3 separate regions of the Zea mays genome follow, and all the other regions are linked to region 3. The links are chromatin contacts, called in public Hi-C maps. All regions are on one chromosome and are shown on one strand. Each heading gives the region's core, a stretch centred on a gene start, on an enhancer-like site or on the middle of the called end of the contact. The rest is flanking DNA. Distances are from core to core; before and after follow the strand shown.

What was found. Hi-C and Micro-C count contacts between places; a contact is called where the count stands out from the background.
Region 1: a Hi-C map of leaf shows a contact between it and region 3, with 7 times the contacts expected there. The contact joins the promoter of LOC100285783 here to the promoter of LOC100193484 in region 3. A contact is called at or near these places in 3 of 25 Hi-C or Micro-C datasets (ear, leaf and tassel).
Region 2: a Hi-C map of leaf shows a contact between it and region 3, with 8 times the contacts expected there. The contact joins the promoter of LOC100284730 here to the promoter of LOC100193484 in region 3. A contact is called at or near these places in 14 of 25 Hi-C or Micro-C datasets (bundle sheath, ear, endosperm and 5 more) and 2 of 3 datasets of contacts at active chromatin or transcription factors (leaf and seedling).

The regions. Positions count from the first base shown.
Region 1 is chr9:160,413,144-160,416,338 of Zm-B73-REFERENCE-NAM-5.0, reverse strand. It overlaps LOC100285783 (hydroxymethylglutaryl-CoA synthase), which reads left to right and starts at 1,822. Exons shown (of 13, transcript NM_001346654.1): 1 at 1,822-1,900; 2 at 2,087-2,186. The coding sequence starts at 2,115.
Region 2 is chr9:160,479,844-160,483,233 of Zm-B73-REFERENCE-NAM-5.0, reverse strand. LOC100284730 reads left to right here and starts at 2,106. Exons shown (of 8, transcript NM_001157625.1): 1 at 2,106-2,415; 2 at 2,515-2,699; 3 at 2,875-2,995. The coding sequence starts at 2,407.
Region 3 is chr9:160,659,769-160,662,985 of Zm-B73-REFERENCE-NAM-5.0, reverse strand. It overlaps LOC100193484, which reads right to left and starts at 1,883. Exons shown (of 8, transcript NM_001352770.1): 1 at 1,544-1,883; 2 at 1-43. The coding sequence starts at 43.

The DNA.
Region 1 (3,195 bases), core at 573-3,072, 250 kb after region 3:
AAAAATGTCTGATATGACCGGTAGCCCGGTACATAACGAGGGCGAAGGGATCGAACAAGCTGACATGATGCGACGTGGTCGCGCGCAGAATTAGTGTCGAGATCCACGACCACCACAGCTTGGGCCCAGTGCCGCCCTTGACCCTTGTGCAGTTGTGTGTATCTGCCGGCGTCGCCTTCACTTCACCACCCTTCACCAACACCGCGCGACCGGGTTTAAAATCCCTAGCAGAGCAGGCATGCCGTTATGAACCTGCGGGCCGTGGCGGCCCAACGCCCAACTAATTCTCGTACAGTTGGTACTCGTCGTGCGTGCATGTGCATTATGGGAGGGTACCATTCCGTTTTCCGTCCGCACGAGCATTAGGCAATAGGCATGTATGGCAGGAGGACCAGGACAGTTCCGTAGCCACCCAAGACTGATAACACTCAAGACACACACGTCCGTCTAATATAATGTTCGTGAGCTGGGGGCGTACGTTCACTTAATTACATCATAACTGTGATTTTAACACCAATCAACACGGCCCTTATATATGCAATGAGCTACAACCTCTTATGGCGCGTTTAATTAGAGAGTCAACTAGAATGAAGCGGCTCTATTCTAGTTTTTTGAGAATAAGGTCGTTCTATTTCGCGTTTGGCAAACAGAACAGAGCCGCTTCATTTTTTGTTTAGTTGAGGAGTAGAATAGAGCGGAACCGCCCCGTTCTCTATTTTGTTGGAGAGTCATATGAGTGTAAAGGGTAGGAGAGCGCTCACGTCTGAGAGAGCGTTCGCATCCACTCGTTTTTGTGGAGCGGAAGCATTCCAACTATTTATGATAAATTTTCATACGAAGACTTCAGTAGCCGCTCCGCTTATCTTTTGTTGGAAACCAAATATACAGAAAATATGAATGAAACCGCTATATTTTCCTCCACTCATCAACCTAACACACCCTTAGACTATCTCCACCAGATCCCCTATTCCATCTCCTTAAAGGCTTAAAGTACACTCTTCAAACAATGTCAATCGTATTATCTACTGTTCTAACGTGCCTTATAGATAGTCTTATATTGCATTGAAATATGTTAAACTTTTCATGTAAAAAATTGCAATATGGGTAAAAAGGGACCGGAGCCAGCCAGCCAGCCAGCCAGCCAGGGGCAAGGTCCCGCACGCCACGCCCGCGAGGTCTGGAACGAATCATGCCCACGTGGCGCCCGCTGGCTCCCCGACAAGGACAACTGGACAAGGCTTCATGCTCCTCCGCGAAAGAAACAAGTCCTGCTGTGGCCGGCCCTCACCATAGCTTGCAGTCTTGCACTCCGTCACCGCAGCAGAACAGGGCCTCGGCGGCTCGGCCTTCACTTCAACATTGGCCTGCCGACCACCTGCTTCCAATCAAGCATGGGTAGAAAGAAAGACGCGGAGGAAGAAGAGTCGTCTGTGTACAACGACAACCGCGGCTGCCGCGAGCATGGGTGACCAGACGAGGATGAGCATGGTGGAGGGGAGCTTGGTCGACTTCTTTCTTTGTGTGGCGGGACGGACCGTGGGAGGACCACCAACGATGCCCATGATCTCTCCTTCCTTCCTCCCAGTCCCAGGCTCCCGCCAACGACGTGGCTGTCCACGTGCTTGCACCCGTGGCGATACTACCGAGGCCCGAGGGAAAAGGACAGCGAGCCCGGACAGCCCAGCGTCAACGTCAGGTGCCCGCCCCGGGCGGTTCCCAGTCCCAGTCCCACTCCCACCACGGCCCGGGCCACTGCACTGCGCCATCCAAGGACGACTGGACGAGGAAGAAAAAGGATTTCGAAAAAGCGACGCTGCCGGGTATATATACGGCGCCGGCGCCGAGGAGAGAGGACCCCGGCCGATCCCGCACCCCTGACTGTCAGCCGCGATCCGCTCTTGTAGGCTCCCTCCCTCTCCGACCCGCGTCTCCCTCCTCCCACTCCACTGCTCCTGGTCTCTCTCTCTCTCTCCTTCTCCTCCCCCCGTCCGTGGCCGGAGATCGACGGTTTCCATTTTCCAGATCGCAGTTCATTCAGTTGCTCTGTTACCTTTACACGGTCTGCATGCCTCTATTGTGTCTGCAGTTTTGCGTGCAGCGGCGGAGCAGGAGAGATGGCGTCGGAGGCCAAGGACGTGGGCATCCTCGCCATGGACATCTACTTCCCGCCCAACTGCGTGCTCCAGGTACCATCGCCACCTCTGGTTCCCGCGGGCGTAAGCTCGCCACATTCGCACTCCCCTTCGGCCCTTCCCTCAGATTCGCCGTCGTCGGGGGCACCGGGCACGCACGCGCGCGCTCCCCCGTCTGTTCGACGATTCCAAGGCGAGCGCGCGGCGCGGGCAGGCGGCGTGGACACCACCACACGCTTTGCGTGGTTGCGCGAGCTCTTTACGGTTGCCGCGGGTTCGCCGGCCGGCTGTTGGTTCTGGTAGGAGTTCCTCGCGCGCGGGTTGCGCCTTCGGGGGCGAGGGACGGAGGGATCACTGCCCAGCGGCCCAGGCCCGTCGGCCGCTGCCTGGGTCCCTCCCTCCCTCCCTCGGCGAGACACGGAGCAGAGCTGGTGGGATCCCTGCTCAGAGAGCCCTACGCACACGCACTGCTGCCGTGACAATCGTTTCGATCGATGTACCTGCTAGTGCTCCCTCCTCGTCTGCGTGGGTCAATATCAAAATACCGTGCCCCGTGTTCAACTGGTTATCGGGGTCCTTGACCTTGAGTGCAGCCAGACTCATCTGTTTAACTGTTGTGCACCAAGTACACCAATCAACCTTAATAATTCCTGAGCAGTACTTCCAGCTGTACTTAGGAAAAAAAAACACGCGTCGATTGAGCCGAAGGGGAACTGTAGATGAAGCACTGTATAGACGAGGACCAATCTCGCTGGCTGCTAGCACTAGCTGTAGGTCCTTGTCCATTCTTTTCGTGAAAAGAGATTGGTCCTCCCCAGATTTTGCAAGAGGAACAAGACGTAGTTGCTGGCATTCTAATTCTTGGCACTTATTGATGCCGCCTGAAACTGTTAGACAGCCTCCTTTATGGCCGTGTATTAAAAAAAATGGTCCAGCCCATTAGACCCTTTAAGCTTTGTAACTTTGTATATATATATTATTTATTTGGTACATAGAATTATTCTTTCCTCCAACACAAACGAACTCTCTAGTAGTAGTAGGACTCTTGTGCGCCTGTTCAAGG
Region 2 (3,390 bases), core at 857-3,356, 180 kb after region 3:
GTTCTTTTATAGTTCTTTAATGACACATATGTTGATTTGTTTCACAATAGTCACGTATTCAACTCGAGTCATAGTGATAATACTCAGGTATGTTGTAAGGATCGAGATATGGTACCTCATCCGACTCCCCATGCACCATATGATCCAGCATTATCTCCCCCATCACTATGGTTGTCATCTTCTCCATAATGACATGGACTATGGTCGTTTGTGCTATCATCACTGTCTTCGTCCTCTCCTTCTTCGATTTGGTTGGTGAATTTGACCCTTTTTCCTTTTCTTTCTTATGGGCCAAATCTTATCTTTTGCTTGCCAAGGTGGGTGTCGTCAACTATTTCATCGGCCCATTTTTGCACTTCCTCTGTTTCTCCTTGTTTGTGTACAAGTGATGTAAACGTGCTAGGAAGATGAATGTCACTGTTAGGTGAGTATTCGTCCAATGTTGAAGGTGCATTGGAACTAAACTAGCACTTAAACTGAGTTAAAAAATAGCATCTAACGGTAAATCATCTTCACATATATCATACAACATATTCACATATACCATATAACAGTAAACAAGACCAATATACTTAAACTGACCGCGAAATGCGTAGTCTGGAACTCAATCTTGACATCAAATCCGGTTTCCTAGCAAAAAAGATGGTTTACCGGTCCAAAATGACAATTTACTGGCCCAAATACGATTTACCTGCGTTTTTAATGATTTTTTAAAAAAAATTTTAAATTTAAAACGAAATTTGAAAAAAAAATGGTAGTTAACTGAAACCGCAAACCAGCGATTTCAATAAATCGACCGGTTTAAACGGGACGCATTATTCGTCTCCCCGGGCCCGGTTCCTTGTCGCCTGGCGCCCCGCCCGCGCGCGCAGCAGGCATCGGGACAAGGCGAGCGACATCGTGATTCGTGAGTGGCATGGCATTGGCATGCATCGAAAGCGGCGGCTCAACGCTCCGTGCGCCCGATCGGTCCTCGGTGTCGTCGCCTAAGTCGTATTTTTCTCTTTCTGTATAAAGCTTTTTACTAATCACCCCGATCACGTCACTTCATCAGTCGTCACTCACGGTCACGGCTCATCCATTTCATCATCTATTATATACTAGCCAGATGTCTCATCATCTATTCTATACTAGCCAGTTGTCTGTATTTACGGACACTAAATATAATATATAAATAGGTATTAAGATATTTATTAAATATAATTATTGTTTATTTCTAAACGCTAAAGTATGTGTAGTCTGTTGGTTAGCTCTAAATTTATAGAGTAGAGAACGTGTGTTTAAATGCTCGCTTTGTACTAATTTTTTATATAATTATTGTTTATTTTTAAACACTAAGGTATGTGTGGTTTGATAACGACTGCGCAGGCGCTAGGGATCTATAGGGCAGTAACTAAGAGCATGCTGAGCATGAGTCCAACAGGGCATGACACCGAGACAGGAGACATGTGAGTATGGGTGGATAACGAGCCAGCTCGGCTCGGCTCGGCTCGTTAAGGTAACAAGTCACAGAGTCAGCTCGGCTCGGCTCGTTTAGCTCGCGAGCTAGAGTAGAAAAAAATAAAATGTACATAATAATTATTTTTAGTTAATTTCAAACTAATTTAACAATAGAAAATAGTAATTATACTTATAGTTTCACAAACCACATAAATATAACACCAAATTAGCACAATTCATCACTCATTAATTCACAATTCACATACATGTTCATCAGTTTAACCCATAATTATATTTGCATACACCAAATTACACACATAGACATAGTTTATTAATCATTAGTTTAATTCATATGCCATATACACCTCACATATATAATGTTCATCAATTATTCTGTAAATGATATGTATATAGTTTCGTTTTACTGGAATATGGTAGCTCGTTTAGCTCGCGAGCTGGCTCGTTAACGAACCGAGATAGGATATCAGCTCAGCTCGTGAAAAAATTCAAACGAGCCAATCCAAGCTGAACCGACCATAAACCAAACGAGCCAGCCACGAGCATTTCGTCCAGCACTACGTGAGGCGGGTCCAGTAAATTGGCACAAGGTGAAGCTATGTAGCACAGCTGTCCACCTTCCGCGTAGACTCGGATCCCACCTAGTCAATGGAGTGAGCAACGAGGGTTGGGTTCGGCAGCAGCGAGGGAAAAGCCAAAGCCCCCCAGGGCAGCAGGAAGCAATAGAAGCGAGCGAGGCAGCGGCGTGGGGCGAGGAGTGGAGGACACCGATCCCCGCCGGAGAGCGCGTCCATCCCAAATGGCGACTGCAGCTTCGCCCGCCGCTGCCTTTCCCCACATCCTCTCCCTCTCCTCCTAATCCCCTCCCAATCCCCCCCTCTCTCTCTCTTCCTCGCCAGCTGGTTCGTTCCGCACCCGCCGCCGCATTGGGTGCCGAGGAGGGACGCAATGGAGCAGGTAAGCGAGCGATCTGGCCCGATTCGGGCTCGAGGTTTTTTGATTCGGTCTGTCCGATTGAGCGTGCTCGTCTGTCCGCCTGCGTGCGTGCTGCTGCAGTACGAGAAGGTGGAGAAGATCGGGGAGGGCACGTACGGGGTGGTGTACAAGGCGCTGGACAAGGCCACCAACGAGACGATCGCGCTCAAGAAGATCCGCCTCGAGCAGGAGGACGAGGGCGTCCCGTCCACCGCCATCCGCGAGATCTCTCTCCTCAAGGAGATGAACCACGGCAACATCGTCAGGTCCGCTTTGGTTTTATGCAACAGCGGGTAGGTGTCGTTTTAGGATGGGATTCGTTTGCTCGATGGAAATGATGGTGCGTATGTATGCAATCAAGTAAAAGTCAGACGCAATTTTGATGCTGCGATGCCCTGTAGTGTTGGTACGCTGACAAGCTTTATACTCTCCTAAGTGCAGGTTACATGATGTTGTCCACAGCGAGAAGCGGATATACCTCGTCTTCGAGTACCTGGATCTGGACCTCAAGAAGTTCATGGACTCTTGCCCGGAGTTTGCTAAGAATCCCACTTTGATTAAGGTGAAGAAGCACATGATATGTTAGTTTGTGACTGCTAGTCTGCGCCTTGCTTCTGTCCTGCTCCGCATATAGATAAACTCGAGCCATGACTCATGCATTTGTTGGTGTGCTAACACAACTTTGTTATGATATTCTCGGAATCGAACTTGCAACGGAATAACTGCAATGTGGAACTGAAAACTAATCTAAGTAAACAACAGCTCAATGTTGTAGAGTAGAGGCCCATCTAGTGTCTTCCTGTTGCATGTAAAATCCTTTTTGTTCCCATCTGATGTGCTAGAATTTACATAGAGATGAGTCCCACATCATCAGTTGAGCTCGATATATGACATATTTGGCTGTTGTCTTCTCTCGTCGACCGTTACTGTGTTTTTATATGTTTGGAGAAAAGTGCT
Region 3 (3,217 bases), core at 634-3,133:
CTGCTTTCCTTACTGTTTCTGGTGGATCAGAAACCTCCTGCATCTGTCAAGAAAAAAACAAGCACGTGAGAACTGACAAATAAAATGGCTAGTCCTGATTCCTGAATATGTTGTTACTTCTCACCTATCACAAGCTAACATGTAGGGTCAAAAAATGAGCCATGGAAGCAACATGTAATTGGACTGGTTACTTCTAAACTATCACACGCCGACATTTAAGGTAAAAAAACTGAGCCACGGAATCAGCATGTAATCGGATCCTTTGCTTCTTAAATATCACAAACCAACATTTATAGTCAAAAAACTGGTATGTGGAATCGGCATGTAATCGTACCGGTAGCTTCTCAACTGGCAGAACCAACCATTTAAGGTAAAAAAATGAGCTGTGGAATCGGCATGTGATTGGACCGGTTACTTCTCACTATCACAAGCCAACATTTAATGTCAAAAAACCAAGCCATGGAATCGGCATGTAAACAGACTGCTGTCTACCTTTAACTATGTGTTTGGCTTCAAGGATGGAAGGGGATGGGATCACCCCATTTGAGGAATATACCCCGAAGATGTGGGACAGAGCCAGCCGTCTGAATCGAAGGCATGGGGACATCCCTGAATCCCTCTTGGTCTTTGTCAAACGCTGTCACATCTGATCCTCCACGCGTGCAGGCGAGATACAGGCAGTGCAAGGGTTGGGGGGGCATGGCTCCAGCATGGTGAGGCAGCAGCACGGCTCCACAAAGGGGAGGCACACTTTGGTGTGGACGACGCGAACAGCACGGATCCACAATGGGGAGGGGCAATGGGAAGTGGCGTGCTTCCTGTGGCAGACCTAGTTGGGTATGCCTCGGGGTGGTAATGGATTACGATCCAAATGCTTCTTCACAAAATGGTAGGGCCCGAAATAAATATTAGTTCAAAAATGAATAAAAATAGGGTCCGGTCCTTAAATCTTATAGTGTGAAATTTAGAGCCCATTGTCACCCATAGGTATGCCCGTACCGTAGAAAATATTTAGTTAAAGATATGAAAAGTTCAGAAGGGCTTAAATAAAGGGCACATAGAGTTCAAACTAAGGTGTCACGTAACAAAGAGATATAGCAGAATATTGGAAGGAAATTACAAATTAATTCTAACTTTTCCGGTCCCTAATGGCTTGATAGCGGATTGATGATGTCATTATCCTTGACTTGCAAAAATAATTCACGCTCAATGTGACCTACCAATCATTAAAGTATTGGACTCCCATCGTATTTCTCAACTTGTTCTTCTCACACAATTCATTCATTACTGAAAACACACTCTCTGGTACCAGTTGGTACAACTAACACTAACAATTTGTCTACAGTTTCCACATAGATTTGAGATCAATCGACATTGACTTCTTCAATTTTTAAAGAACTGAGGCTATCAACTACTAAACTACCTACCAACAAAACAAGAACTCATCAAGGATTGTTTTACAGAACATTGCAAAGATCAAAGGTAAAGGGCGCGCGGGAGGAGGAGGGGGGGGGGGGGGGGGGGGGGGGGGGCATTTGATTACCTCTAAAGCAAGAAACCAAATCGGCCGGCAACGGCAAGGATGGGTTTGACTGGAGGCCCCTAGCGCTCTACCTGGGCCTGGGCAGTAGGTCGCTGGAGGTCGTCGGCCTCGATCGAGGCTGCGAGGCCGATGCGACGAGGGTAAGGGCGGGAACGAGGTCGAGCCGCCCAACAGGCCGCGGGTGGCCAGCGGAAGTGCGTAGCTGAGTCGGGCGAGACGCGCCTGGAGCACCGGCGCAGGGCGATGGGGGGGCAGGCGGACGGCGGCACGACGGTGTGCGCTGCGGGCTCCCGCTGCCCTAGGGTGCCGTTCCGCTTTGTGATTGCTGCCTTGCTCGATGTCAAGAGGAATATATGGACCCCGCAAGGACAGGTAGGACATTAAATCACCAGACTCCTACTCATAAACATATCCACGTATCCGAACTCGACTTCGGGTACAACATTCTTGACCCGACTGTACAGTCACGTCACAGGACACAATTCAGCATGCATATTGCATAGTTTCATCAACATACCAGGGCCAGGCGGACTGACGTGCAGCGAGCAGAGCAACCAAGCGACGGCTCGGCGTGCAGGGAGCAGGGCAACCTGATGGCAGCACGGCGGGGGGGGGGGGCGGAAGTGGGGAGGCGGCCGACGGCGCACAGGGAGCGGTAGGCGGCGGCCAACACGACTGCAAGTGGAGAGGTGGTCGACGGCGCACAGAGAGCGGCGGCTGAGCCTCTGCGGCTCCGTAAGGGCCAAGGGGCAAGGGCAAACGATTAGAGATTAGATAGCATTGGGGGTTAGAGTTTGGGTAAATGATTTGAGACGGAGACGGAGAGGGAGAGGAGAGAGGACGCACCAGGAGGCAGCAACGATGGATTGTGCGATGGCGGCGCCTGCGATCGTCGCTCTGCAGTCGCGTGGAGAAGAGTAGGGTGGAGTCGCGTGGTGGACACGGCCGTCGCGTTGAGGGATCTGACTGCGCCGTAAACCGAGCGGTGCCGGTAATGAGATGCAATGGGACGCAGCCGACTCCCACCACCGTGATGGATCACGGACCGTCCGAAACAAACAAAAGGAACAGGTCAGGTTACGGACCAAAATAAGCCTAACCAAATAGATCCTTAAAGTTTGTAGCTTTTTTTCTTTTTTTTACTTTTGTGTTTTTTGTGTTCCGCTGTTTGGGCTTCTATGATTAGCATTTCAGCCCACAACTCAATAGCATGTCAGCAGCCCGCGGTCCACAAATGGCTGGAAGACTTTTGGAACGGCCAGTCCCATCGGTAATTGGGTTCGTATTTAACTCCTCCAAACCTGTACCCGTCATATCCGAAGTTTTTCTTTTTCAGCCTTATTTTTGAAAAATATTTATGTTTGGGCCTCTAGAAATTTTATATACAATTTTGGACCCGATACTCGGCGCCATAGGCTGTGGCGCCGAGGTAACACATCTCGGCGCCACAGCCTATGGCGCCGAGCTGTGACATGGCTATAACGGCTCCCTGCGCCTAGGGCTGACATGGCACTGACGCGGCGTCGACGCGGCCTCGTAGCTCGGCGCCACACATCTTGGCGCCGAGCTACGGAGGCCTATAAAACCGGCCGCGCTGCTGGCCGAGAGCAGCACATTTCCTCTCATTTCAAAACTTTGTCAAAATTTGCTGGATTCAAAGATTCGAGTTGGTTC